Linked DNA regions of Mus musculus: regions 2 and 3 are each linked to region 1. The links are chromatin contacts, called in public Hi-C maps. All regions are on one chromosome and are shown on one strand. The core of a region is the stretch at or near the end of the contact, and the rest is flanking DNA. Distances in the headings are between cores, read along the strand shown.

The links. A called contact is a pair of places that touch in the nucleus more often than the background predicts.
Region 2: a contact with region 1 is called in a Hi-C map of uterus, with 2.8 times the contacts expected there. The contact joins the enhancer-like site here to the promoter of Nova1 in region 1. A contact is called at or near these places in 5 of 484 Hi-C or Micro-C datasets (the G1E-ER4 cell line, the N1E-115 cell line, adipose-derived mesenchymal stem cells and 1 more), 2 of 115 datasets of contacts at active chromatin or transcription factors (the SCID.adh cell line and embryonic stem cells) and 2 of 9 other capture datasets (adipose tissue and pancreatic islet).
Region 3: a Hi-C map of the G1E-ER4 cell line shows a contact between it and region 1, with 2.5 times the contacts expected there. The contact joins the enhancer-like site here to the promoter of Nova1 in region 1. A contact is called at or near these places in 1 of 15 datasets of contacts at CTCF or cohesin (the G1E-ER4 cell line), 8 of 484 Hi-C or Micro-C datasets (the G1E-ER4 cell line, the N1E-115 cell line, cerebellar granule neurons and 2 more), 6 of 115 datasets of contacts at active chromatin or transcription factors (the SCID.adh cell line, a beta-TC-6 cell line, differentiating embryonic stem cells and 3 more) and 3 of 9 other capture datasets (adipose tissue, liver and pancreatic islet).

The regions. Positions count from the first base shown.
Region 1 is chr12:46,816,414-46,820,768 of GRCm38.p6, forward strand. Nova1 (NOVA alternative splicing regulator 1) reads right to left here and starts at 2,354. Exons shown (of 5, transcript NM_021361.2): 1 at 2,203-2,354; 2 at 473-616. The coding sequence starts at 2,338.
Region 2 is chr12:46,745,420-46,749,976 of GRCm38.p6, forward strand. The region is part of intron 2 of Nova1 (NOVA alternative splicing regulator 1); the gene reads right to left. Among named protein-coding and RNA genes, the nearest start is that of Nova1, 71 kb to the right of the region's middle. Within about 2 kb of position 1,547, at least 14 of the 459 cell types and tissues checked have an H3K27ac peak or open chromatin away from gene starts, as enhancers often do. A contact at or near this core is called in adipose tissue and uterus, where this site is marked.
Region 3 is chr12:46,708,195-46,712,841 of GRCm38.p6, forward strand. All of the region lies in intron 4 of Nova1 (NOVA alternative splicing regulator 1), which reads right to left. Among named protein-coding and RNA genes, the nearest start is that of Nova1, 110 kb to the right of the region's middle. Within about 2 kb of position 2,042, at least 4 of the 459 cell types and tissues checked have an H3K27ac peak or open chromatin away from gene starts, as enhancers often do. A contact at or near this core is called in the G1E-ER4 cell line, where this site is marked.

The DNA of each region.
Region 1 (4,355 bases), core at 1,104-3,603:
ATCCAAGGCCAACAAACAAAGCAACCAAGCAGAAAGAGGTACATAATGGATGCAGAAGTAAATGGTCCATTCTTTAAGAAACCACCCAGCCCCCTCCTCTGAATTCACACTAAACTAATTGTCATGACAATGATGTCTGCAAACTTCAGAGGAACCACATTTCCTTATGCCAACTGTCCAGGGTTCTAGCTCTAATTTTTAAGTTTTTGTGCTAGCAATTAGCATTCCAAAGCATGCAGAGAATTATCTCACCATTAGTCTAAATCACATACACAGTATATCAATTAATGGGAGGGAAAAACATGAACAACAATGGAAATACGCTTAAAGAAATTCCACAATGTATGCTAATGTAACACTCAGATCTTCATCATTTAAAAAAATTTTTTTTAAGACAACACACAGCACATGTAGATATTTGGTGTTTTTCCTTGGGAAATTAGTCAAACAATTTCTTTACCATTTCACCTACCTGGATAAAAATCTTTGGATTTAGACAGCTTGATAGTGGCTCCAGTTTCTTTTTGCAACTGAACAATTGTCTGTCCTCCCTTCCCAATTATAGATCCAGCAGCATAACTAGGTATGAGAACCTTTAGAAAGTACTGGCCGTCTTCTGAAAAATGTAAAGAAATACATTTGATTAACATGATCATTTTAAACTTTGAATCCCCAACCCACCCTCCAGAGAGAAAACATCAACTAAACCAATGGACGTAGAATTGCAGAAAACAGCACTTTAAAATGCTTAAGGAATGAAAACCACCAATTACACTGAAAAACAAGCATTTACAAAATCTTCCCCAGTTTTCGGGATTCACACGTTCTAACAATTTGCAGTACGATAGAGACTGGGGAGTAAATTCCAGTTGTTACTCCAAACATGAAAGTCTTCCAATTCTGTGGTTACCATGGCAAAATGAAAGAAACTGACCCTTTAACAAAACTTCAGAGATTTAGAACATGACAAACCTTCACTTAACATACTGAAGATGAAAAAAAATCCAACACTGTAAGTAGTGATCCGCTAAATTTGTCTGTCATAGCAAACATAAAAGACTGCAATTAATCACTGGCTATATCCGACTTTAAGTATACAAAACAACCATCTTCCTGCAAAATAGTCCACCCAAACTGTAGGGAGTATTCCAAGCCGTGAGAAACTGCCAAGGGGAAAAAAAGCGTCAATGTGGTGGACTGAGAATCTAAGTAATCCCGATGTATTTCCGCGGCACTTCTAAGTCTACTATGATCTCGGCTAAGCTCATTAATTAAAAGACCTTAAGAAGAATCTTGCCAATACTAAAAAGCTTACGAGTTATTTATTCTAAATACACTCCAAAGTCACCAAATAGATAACGCTCCATCTCCAAAAGAACCATAAAACGGAGACGGGGGCGGGGGGAGGTTCGATGAGCCGTGAAAAAAAAAAAAGAAAAATGAAATGTTTCAGAAAATAAAGCCAACTCCATAAACTTTAGTTTCCGTCAACCTGATCACGTCTTAAATAGGAAACTTCGCGGTAAATCCAGCTCTTTACTGGGAACGAGTATTCCGAATTTTTTGCGATGTGCCACTCACAAGACCCCCATCCATTTCTAATGTATATGCTGGAGATAAATTCACCTCTGCTTCGATGCATTGGATGCATTGTTAAGATGACTCCAGTGCAAATGAAGAAGCGATAGCGGTCCCGTTATAACTCATCTTCCGAGGAAGCGCAGGATGTTAACTAACAAGTCACCGTACCAGACACCCCCCTCGTATGCATACCCTTGAAGACAAATCAATGCGATATTTGTACCGACCATGTAAGTGCGCTCAGGGCATGCACTCATCAAGATTTTGCATACTACTTGTGGCCCAGAGCAAGGGGATGAACAGAGGCAAAAGTCTCCGGTGCCCCCAGCATCTGCAAGCCGCTACCCAAGTGCCATTTATTTATTTATTTGATCAGACTGTTAAATGCAGCGCGCATCTTCAGGCGGCCATCACCTCTCGCGGGGGGCGGCCCTGGGAGCGGACCCTGTCGCCGGGGCCAGCACCGGCTGGGGCGAGCGGGTCGGCTCAGAACCCCGGGTCGCCATCTTGATGAGACGGGGCCGGGGCAGGTGCAGGGGAGGGGGCGCGGGACGGCCGGCGGCAGCGGCCACGGCGCGGGAGGGCGGCGGGGACGGGGCGGGAGGCGGAAGCGATACCCACCGCCCGTGTTGGTCCTCTTGGTGCTGCCGGCTTCAGGGGGCGCTTCAAGCGGCCTTTTCCGCGAGTCCGGCGGGTCCAGATCTATGGGAACCCCCGTATGGGTCCCGTTCTGCTGAATGGGAGCTGCCGCCATCATGCTTGCAGTTCCTGCCGCTGCACCGGGAGAAGCGGCTCCCTTTTGTTTTGGCTTTTTTTTTTTTTTTTCTCGTTTGGGGTTGCTAAGGTTTTTTTTTTTTTTTTCTTTTTTTTTTTTTTTTTTTCTTTAATCGGATCAATAGCAGTCTGAGGCGGCGAGCAGTGTGGCTGATGTGCTCACTGGGGAGGGGGCAGGGCGCGGAGCAGCTGCAGTGCAGTGTCGGCTAGGAGCGGGAATGGAGGGGGTGTGGGAGCCGGAGGGTGAAGAAGGAGAAGAAAGCGGCGGGCAGAGCGGGAGTGAATGAGCGGAGGAGGCGCGGGCGGCCGGGAGGAGGGCGAGTGAATGAGCGGGAGGAGGAGCGGCCGCGGGCGGCCGGAGCGGCGGACCCGGCTAACGCGGCGCTCGCTCCCGCTGCTGCCGCCGCCGCCGCTGCCTGGGCGCGTGTGCCGCCTGCGCTGCTCCGCGCCGCTGCCGCCCGCCCGCGCTCATCGTGTCTCCCGCGCGTGGGGGGCGGCGGGCGGGGGCCGCGAGGGGCCGCGACTCCCACACGCGCCGCGCGGGGCCGGCCTCCGCGCCGGAGTCTCCGCCTGCGGGGCGGCGGGCGCGCGCGGGCTTGGCGGGGGCGCGCGGGCTTGGCGGGGGCGCGGAGCGGGCCGGGGCGCTCCCGCGGGGAGGCGGGGTGAAAGGTCGCGGGGCCCAGGCAACGCCGCTCAGGCAAACGTCAGCGGCTTGCCGCGGAAACCCAGGGGTCCACAAAACGCGCTAGGCGGGGAGGCGGAGCCGTGCGGGGAGTGACGGCAGCAGCAGCCAATGACAGCCGAGCGAGGGAGCCGGGCGGGATCCTGGTCCAGCTGGGACTTGGTGGTGACAGTTTGGGCTAGTCCGGGAAGGGCGTCTGAGTGACCGCGGGGAGGGGTGGACGGCTCAGGCAGGAGACCAGAAACCCAGCTGGGACCCGGAGAGTTCGGCAAAAGGCATTCATTAGCATCTCTGGGAGGCGGTTTTCTAAAGGAGATGTCATCAGAGGATTTCTTTCTCGCACCGTGTGACACTGTCGGGGACTTACTGTGTCTTGGCGCCTTATGTGCTTTCGGGAGCAAGCCAGGATATAAATAAATAAAGCGATATGTGGTCTCCACAGGGACCCGGGAGGCAAACTGAAGAGGCAACAGCTGAGGGTGTACGCAGCTTCACACACTGCACGAAACACAGATGAAGGCATCTGGGCACCCACGACTTACATAGCTTCGGGCGGTTTCAGGATCCTGATCCTCAGCCCTTCCACACTGGAGGGGGCGGGAGGGGGATGCGGGAAGTGTGGCTAAGCTAGCATTATAAAAGACCCTAGAGGTTATCTAGTCCAGTCCTTCTGTAGATAAGGAAAGTGACTCAGGGTATTTTGTTCAAGGTCATGCATCAAGTTAGTATTTTAAGTCCTGATGCTAGGAATCCGGGTTAGTGGAAAAGCCAAAGTCTGAAAAACTGATTTCAAACCCAATCAAGCTGTTCTGACAGTGTGTCATGGAAAAAGCCCTTATGTCAGTCATTAAATGTTTACCACTTTACATACTATCCATTGCATTCGGTACAGTCTATAGTAGTACTGTCCCATCTTGCGACGCTGTATCATTTTGAAGAGACTATTTATCCAAACTCACCTAAAAATAATAACCAGTAAACTACTAATTCAATCCCCGAATCTTTCAGACTGGGCACTATGTCATTCTGAACGCCGACTGCAGAAATTTAGAGACAGGTTCTTTTCTGCTTAAAACAAGGATTGCAACTTGTTGGACTCTCTAGACTCACGCGATCCATAGACGTCATATTTACGGTAAATGTTCTTAGACATACAAAGGCGGGCACGTATTCACCAGGTTTCTAGAATGAAAACGTTCTTTATACTCCCTACCGGAGAACATCACTTAAAAGATGGCTAAGCTAACAATAAAGGGACTCCAGTGTGATTATGTGGGCTTCTAACAAAGAATGTGCTGCATCTGGTTCAAAGAGAGGG
Region 2 (4,557 bases), core at 297-2,796, 72 kb before region 1:
TTTATATTACTTGTGGTATTTTCTTACTTTTAACATGCAACATTGACATAGACTTTTTTAAATTAAAATTTATTTGTGTGTATTTGTGTGTATTTGTGTGTGTGTGTGTGTGTGTGTGTGTGTGTGTGTGTGTGTGTATTTACTCACTGGGTAATCTCTAATATTTGCTTACTCTAAATCTTTCCTTAGAGAAGTCATTGCATCCTTTTTAGAAGCTTTTTTTGGCCCTTTGCCTCTAAATTGCCTCTAACATAGATTCTCTAATATTTTCCTTCTGTACTGTTTAACCAAGGAAAAAAATTAATGTACTTACAAAAATTTTGTTCTAGTTGTCTTCAGGGGCAAAGGGTTCTGCTTCAAATTGTTATTGAATGGCTGTACAATGTTTGTACATCCATTTGTACAAACATTGAATGGATGATTGTACAAAGTACTTTATTTGAGATTCTAAAATTGAAAATATTAAAAAGCTTTCAATTTTAAGATGAAATTACTTCCATTTGGTAGTTTTCATTTATATTGCATTATATACTTGAAATATTATATAATTAAATCTTTGGTTTTAGAGCACAAACTCAGTTTTACAAACTGCTTTTTGTCGGTACAGAGCTTTGTGCCTGTGTGTGATTCCAGTTCCAGAGGATCAAGGCAGCAGGCTCAGAAGTTGAATACTGGGCTACACAGCTGAGAAAGACTCTTTCTCACTTTAAAACCCAACAGGCTGGGAGGTAGCTCAGTAGCAGGGAGCTTGCCTAGGATGTCCTGGTCCTCAGTTCAGTGACCAGCCCCTTCCCAGCCCCACTCCCTGAGCTCTCTAGTGTTATGCATGCAAAGCTACTATCCCCAAATGGGAATAAAAGGGCCATCAAACTGCTGCCAATTTTACTTGAGTATCTAACAACAAATATATTAAATAAACATGACTCATGTTTGAGACCATTTCAATATGAAATATTTTAGCTCTGTATATTGGGTGGAGTTTGCTGATGACTAACAGATTTCTGTTTTTAATCATTTGTGAAATTCCAAAAGGATAAGAAATTTGGGTCAGTTGGTTTCCTAAGCATTAACTCCCTATTATAATTTCAAAGTTAATGTTGCTTAGTAACATGCATTAACACTTCATGTCATGTTTAAATGTTAAAAAATACAACAACATGTCTGGTGTGGCGGCGCACACCTTTAATCCCAGCACTCAGGAGGCAGAGGCAGGTGGATTTCTGAGTTCGAGGCCAACCTGGTCTATAAAGTGAGTTCCAGGACAGCCAGGGCTACACAGAAAATCCCTGTCTTGAAAAACAAACAAACAAACAAACAAACAAAATATACAACAACAACAAAAGCAAGAACAAAAAAAATCCCACCTCATTGGCCTGCTTTCTAAAATTGAAGAGTTATACAATTAGACCAAATGTGCCTTTACTTATAAAAATGCTTTTCCACAATTTAGTTCTCTTTCTCTCTCTTACTGAGATAATGCAAGTATATGCACATCCTTGGGCTTTGCAGTTCAGGAGACTCACAGTGTGTATAATGTGGAGAACCACCCAAGTACACCCATCCTTTCATAGTCTCACCATGACCCTTCCCAGTCAATCACCCACACAGAGGTGAGGCTGAGATTTTTTTTCCCACTTCATTTCCACTGCTCAGATTCCTTTTGCTCTTCCTCTGGCCTCTCCTACCAGATACAAATGAGATGATTTGACAGCTTGCCACAACATACAATACTTGTGATCAGGTTTGACTAACCTATCAATGTTTCATCTGCTGCCTTTTCAGGATATATTAGAATGTTTATTTAGATTACACCAATTTTAATTTAAAAGTGCCACATCTACCTATTTCCCTAGTTTGAATTTCTTGGTTAAAATGAACACTATTTTAAATATTACATGTTAAAAGTTTGGAATCAATTTGTTATATCTTTGGAGTTACTATGTGCTTATTCTAGAATGTGTATCATATCTGAGTTTTATTTCTTAAATTGTAATATGTCATGTTTTAAACCATCCTTTGCATACCTGATGCATTTTAGTTGAATTCTGTATACTGAAGATACCAAGTTGCTTCATGTCTGAATTATGATACCTATAAAATATGGAGGGATTTGTTTTTGCAGACCGTTCATTTCTGAAGAGTCAGCTTGACCTAGTCAGACTTAATTTTAGACTTTGTTAAGACTGTTTCTTGATAAGCTCTTCTTCAGATTTAGGAGATTTGTCTTACAAAACTCTCAGTAAGAAAAAATAATGTTACTGAAGTGGCACTACACCCTAACGTTAGAACATATGCGCACCCACTCACTCATGTACAACAGGGCCTCTTGCTGGTTTTGTAACCAGTCAGATTTTACCTGAAAGCAACATAAGTGTTGAAATTGCCTATATAAAACTTGCTTGGATTTTAGAAACAAGGAGATAATAACTCACAATAAGGTGTCACTATTTTCTTAATAAGTCTTGCTATTTTCAGGTAACCTAAAATATTTAAGTCCAAAAGTACAATATATTGCAGGTTATCACACACCAAAGAGTATTAAAGGCACATCAATGCCTGCAGCCAGGAACAACACCAAAGAGCTACCCTGGAAACCTCTGCAAACAACCTCAGTCCTACCCAGTGCTAAGGAGAACATAGCCCCTTTCCTTCATCCTAAGAGTACAACTAGTACTGAATGCTATGGCCCCTTTACTAGGATGCATGAAAAGGTGTCTATTAGTGGTCCATTGACAAAGTACATTTACACAGTTCTTTTCAAGGACTCTCTGATGCTCTGTTATATACGTACATTTTCCAATATATCTCACCAGATAATTATTCTATCTTTGGGGCAAAATGACACAAGAGCAGAGACATATACTGGACCTTCCATGTCCTTCAACATCCTTGGAGAAAAAGTGCTAATACAATCAAGAGCGCACACCCATATGAAAACAGGAAAGATGACCAAGGCTCTGCTTCTCATGGAACATACTCCAAAAAGTAGTTTGGATTTCCAGTGTGCCAGGTCTCCAAATGGTCACTTTCCACCTTAGATATGAAGTCTACAAAAATAGGGAAGCCAGATTTGCTTTAGAGAGCCCAAAGGTTCAGACGGGTGTAGGGAAATTCTACCCTGATTCTTTCACAATCTGCTAATTTGACGAATAATTACTTACACACACACACACATGCAAGATCGCATGCAAGCATGTATATTCTGGTTGGTGATTAAGTCCTTAAGTCCTTATTCTAGTCATTTTTGTAAATCTATTTTTTTTTTTTTTTTTGGTATTTCATTGTCTTAGTCAGGGTTTATATTTCTGAACAAAACATCATGACCAAGAAGCAAGTTGGGGAGGAAAGGGTTTATTCAGCTTACACTTCCATACTGCTGTTCATACCAAGGAAGTCAGGACTGGAACTCAAGCAGGTCTGAAAGCAGGAGCTGATGCAGAAGCCATGGAGGGATGTTCTTTACTGGCTTGCTTCCCCTGCCTTGCTCAGCCTGCTCTCTTATAGAACACAGCCCAGAGATGGTCCCACCCACAAGGGGACCTCCCCTCTTGATCACTAATTGAGAAAATGCCTTACAGCTGGATCTTGTGGAGGCATTTCCCCAACTGAAGCTCCTTTCTGTGTGATAACTCCAGCTGTGTCAAGTTGACACAAAACTAGCCAGTACATTCATACTTTCTGGCCTAAATGATGAAAGAACTGGCTCTGCATTCCTTGATGATAGCCTGACATCTGTTAAGCTGGACCTAGGGATAAATTCACTTTGCTCGGGCTTAAGAGTTTGAGACTAGTTGACTCTGTTGGTTCTCCTGTGGGGTCCCCATTGCCTTTGGTGCCCCAATCCTTCCCCTAACTCTTCCATCAGGGTCCCTGACCTCCTTTCAGTGTTTGGCTGTGGGTATTTGCATCATTTTCTGTCAGTTTCTGGGCAGAACCTCTCAAAGACAGCTATGCTAGGCTCTTGTCTGCAAGCATAACTGAGTATCATTAATAGTGTCAGGTTTTGGTGCTTGCCCATGGAGTGGGTCTCAAGTTGGGGTAGTCATTGGTTGGCCATTTCTTCAGTCTCTGCTCCATCATTGTCCCTACATTTCTTTTAGACAGGACAAATTTTGGGTCAAAAGTTTTGTGGGTATGTTAGTGTACTTATCCCTCCACTGCAACCCTGTCTAGCTATAGGAGTGGCTTCCTCAGGTTTCATGACACCACTGTTGGGCACTTTGGATAAGGTCGCCTACATTGACTCCTGGAATCCTCCCTGATCTCAGATCTTTGGGACTTCCTATAGAGTCCCCCTACCACCCCACCCCCACAGCAGCTGCAGATTTCCATCCCAACCCTCTGTGTGTGTCTCTCTTTTATCTCTCCATATACCAGATTCTCCCCTCCCCCATTCCTTTCCTCCTCCTTCTCCAACCCACTATTTTTTCCTCCCTCTGCCTCCTGTGACTATTTTGGTCCCCTTTCTAAGTGTGATTCAAGCATCCTCACTTAGGTCTTCTTAAGTTCTGTGGGGTGTATCCTGGGTATTCTGTACTTTAGGCTAAAATCCACTTA
Region 3 (4,647 bases), core at 792-3,291, 110 kb before region 1:
TCCTGAGTGACCATGTGATGTGAATGCCCTGAGTGACCATGTGATGTGAATGCCCTGAGTGACCATGTGATGTGAATGCCCTGAGTAACCATGTGATGTGAATGCCCAGAGTAACCATGTGATGTGAATGCCCTGAGTGACCATGTGATGTGAATGCCCTGAGTGACCATGTGATGTGAATGCCCTGAGTGACCATGTGATGTGAATGCCCAGAGTAACCATGTGATGTGAATGCCCAGAGCAACCATGTGATGTGAATGCCCTGAGTAACCATGTGATGTGAATGCCCTGAGTAACCATGTGATGTGAATGCCCTGAGTAACCATGTGATGTGAATGCCCTGAGTGAGTGAGGGGTAGTGTTGGGAACAGATAAAAAAAGAAGCAGTGAGTTCAGAGATAGAGCCTCACAAGTGCTGGTGCAATGCTGGGTATATTGGTTTACCAGGTAAACTGGTTTAGAATAGTTAAGATGTAAGCAAGAGAATACAAACTTGCAACAGTTGAAAAGGCAGTTTAGGTTGGTCATGCAGTCTGGAGTTGTACGGTGAGAGGCTAGGTCAAGGAACTTGGGACCTGAAGCTTAACATTTATAAAACATTTTTGAAAACAATAAATTTAAATCATGAATATTAAAATATGAGACTGGAGAGATGGTTCAGCAGTTAAGAGCACTGACTGCTCTTGCAGAGGTCCTGAATTCAATTCCCAGCAACCACATCGTAGCTCACAACCATCTATAATGAGATCCGATGCCCTCTTCTGGTGTGACTGAAGAGAGTGACAGCGTACTCACATAGAAAAAGTAAATAAATTAATTAAAGAAAAGAATGTTTAAAACATGGTAAGAAGCTTGTGTGAGCCCACACAGAGATTCTGTGAGTTCATGGTTGCTTGAATATGGTTTGAGAAACAGCTTTTGTCTTTTCTACAGTTCATGTGCTAAAATTTGACCCCAATGCAACTGTGTTGGGAGGCCAGAGCATTCAGTAGTACATGTATTTTATGGGTTTCACCCTCACTAAAGGGTTACTTCTGCTATATGACATGTTTGTGGGAATGCTTTCTGTCTCTTCTGCCATATGAAGTCAGTCTGTTGGTTCCTTTCTCTATATTCTACCCTCTGCCACGTGAGTATGCTGTAAGAGAGCTCTCGTTAGATGCTGGGTCTTAGACTGTCCATCCTTTGGATCTGTGAGAAGTATTCTTCATATGGTAGCATGTAAGGCATGGAAGCATCACAAAATGCCTGAAGCACATATGCTGAACATAGCAGACATAAAGGGCAATGCACACGATGCTCAGGAGTCCCGTATCTGAAGAATAGGAAATCCATCAGTGTGAGGTGACAAGAGCGAGAATAAGAGCGTGAAAGCAGGATCAACAGAGTACAGTCAAAGCTGAACCGTGGATTTCAGGGACAGGAAGCAGATGTAACAAAACGGATACATAGTGCCAACAGGCCAATGACATGTGGACTGAGAAGAAACCCCTGGCACCAGAAGTGTGGCTATCACTGCATATCGGGTGAGTGGTGGAGGTAAGAGCCCCACTGGAGTAGATTCTGGGACAGAAAGAACATGGAAAACAGAGTAGAGATAATACTTTTGTGGATTTTCCTACAAAGGAAGAGAAGAGGGATTAGTTTGTGGAGGAAAGGAGAAATGATGAAAGAAGGCTGTTCAGTGCTTTGAGATTAGAGACAGGAGTGGGAGGGGGAAGAGAGGGCAAGGAGCAGAGTGAATATGATCACAGTACATCACATGCATCTATGGGAGGCTCACAACCTAAAAAGAAAAAAGACGGGAGAAAAACAACTGCATGCAGATTGAAAAACTCGACAAAGAATTATTAGAGAAATGGATATGCTTATTGTACAACTGAAATAACTGATTTATAGGAACTGAGAGAGCAAGGCCTGTGGAAATAAATGAAAAGGCAAAAGTCATGTGTGTGAAGTGTTGGTCTAATAAGTACTGTCAACATCAGTTTTAGGAAGTTCTCTTTTGATGGCTTCAATGATTTCAGTGGAGTATAAATAACGTTATAGGTTAAGAAAGGGGAAGTAGCAAGATCAATAGCAGAAAAGGGGAAGAAAAGACAGTTCTGAGCCTGCACCTTTTATCTCTGCCCCCTCCTGATAACCATACACCAGTGACTGATTTATAAAAGTCTGATGAGATGAGCGAGTGTATAAGCATCTTCTTGGAACTGATAAATGCTACTCATCCTGTTGACACTTCTGAAAGTTTAACCAATTCTCTTTGCCTTACAGTTTTTTTTTTCACTTGAAACCCTCATAAATAAATAAATAAATAAATAAATAAATAAATAAATAGTGCAAACATTCACCTTAAAATATTAAACAGATAAAAGAAAAATAAGATGTAGCAGTGTCAGCTTTACCAAATGTTTACTAATAGAGACCAGGGCATTTCACTACTAAGAGCAATGGCATGCTCTCTCTAGACTGGAATTATACAACCAAGCTGAGAGCAGTGAACCTCACCACAGAAATATCTTGGACTTCAGAAGCAGACAATACTAGTATTGGTATGCTGTTTACTCGAACATTTAAATAAGCTATTCACCAAGTCATTTCCTTCTAAAGGCTAATATTTTTCACACTTCCTTTAAATGAAGACACTCAGACACCGCAGCACTGTGAGAAGAGCTGGGGACTTTCATGTGTCAGATGAAAGGCTCTAAGAGAGCCTAACAACTGAGTCTCACATGGGCTTACTCAGCAGGTAAAGATGAAGACAAGGTCCTCACCACATACGGTGTGCTCTAGGGTTCACTTCCTGCTATCTATTGACAAGGCTCATCACACAGTGGATCTTCCATTTCCACGAGCGCTACTGTTGCACAATACTGTGCACAGACAGTGCGATCCAAAGAAACAGGTTAACACGGCTGAAGACTAAGTAAAAGGCAAGTGCTAGAAATGATAATCTTTACAATGTGAAGTTTTGGAATGTTGGCTCTGCAGAGCAAGCATATCATCTGAATTACTGTTATGGTTTTCATCTCTAGATCTTTTGTGTATTTACAATTGGTTTCTGCATAACAGCAACACAAATGACTAATGGCAAATGAGAGGTAAAGCAAAATCATTTAGCTAATGCTGATTAGAAAACAACATAAATGTTAATTTTTGACTGTATTCTGTTTTGCTTATAGAAATTTTCTTTAGGGGAGATTTTTTTCTTCCTGCTTTTACAACAGGGTTATACAAGTTATAACACAAGGTATTAATTTTTAACCTAAAATAGAAATCCCTGATTTTTGCCATTTCTGTCAGTTATAAGAGTTGAAACATATTTGAAAATAGCTGGGTAAATATAAACTAAGTTCAAATTAGTGTATATCTATATCTATATCTATGTGTATGTATGTATATATGCATATATATCTAATATTTTACTATTGTAAACCTTAACATTATTAACTGAGCTATATTTTCCCAAATAGACTATATTTATAGACAGATCAATAATTAGGACAATTCAAAAGAAATGCTCTCTATTGAACGTTTGAGTGAACAACAAAGATGACACTCCTTTACTGCTACCATCTGATGGGAACCTACCATGAAGGAGTACAGGGGAGAGCTACAAATTACTGAGAATGAAATGTTATTGATAAGCTACAATTCTTTCAATAAATTAAGGATTTGCTCTTCTTCGTTTAATGCTTGCTTCATGTGATCCAGGAGCTATGCTTCTTTGTACACAAACAGGAAAAAAAAAAGAAGAAGAAAACAGTATGAATAACAAAACGTATCAGTACAGTAGACAATATGAAATCACAATGCCTATATTTCAAATCATTATGATAAAATACTTGGCAGAAGCAAGTGTGATAATAGATCTAGAGGGTAGCAGAGCATTAACAAGAAAGGAGATATACTTGGCCTTTTAAGGAATCACTTCATAAAAGTCCACATTAATGTAAATAAACTACAAGTCTAATTTCAGAGACAAAATCAGTAGACTGGCTTTCTAGGTATCATCGTACTTTGAGGAAAATCATTGGTCTTGCTATGCTGTACTCATCAGTCCAGCTTTTGTTGAGAACTCAAACCCTGATGGAGCATAGGAGAGACATTTCAAGCAAAAGGCAGTCATTACTTCCCTTGGGGAGATTCTAAATCACAGAAGTAAAGCATGGGGGAATCGAAGCCAAAAAGGGAGGCTGGAGAACATGGTTTTCAGAGAACAGTATTGAACTCATTGTCCTGAAGGGCCTTAACTTCAGGGACAAAATGGGAGCACTATGACATCCTTGTGGTTAAAGAAAGTGTCATTTCATAGAAAGAAAATCCAACTCCTACTGTATGCCAGTATCCTAAGAGTGCTTAGATTTGCTTACGTCATTACATTTTCCCTAGGTTACAAAACTATTAGAATCACGCAATGAGCAAACTGATCCTGATGGTCTAAAGTAAGTAATATGAGAAATGCCATGTATACTATGTGTAGCAATACCTTGTTGGCAAACTAATAAAAGTATTTTAAAATATAAGGTGTTAATATTTAAATAATCACATGAAGCCTTATTTACTAAAACTGAAAAGCAGAAATAAGAAAGTACTTCTCATCTGAATAAAATTCAACTCACAAAGTGAAAATGTTTAAACATTTTA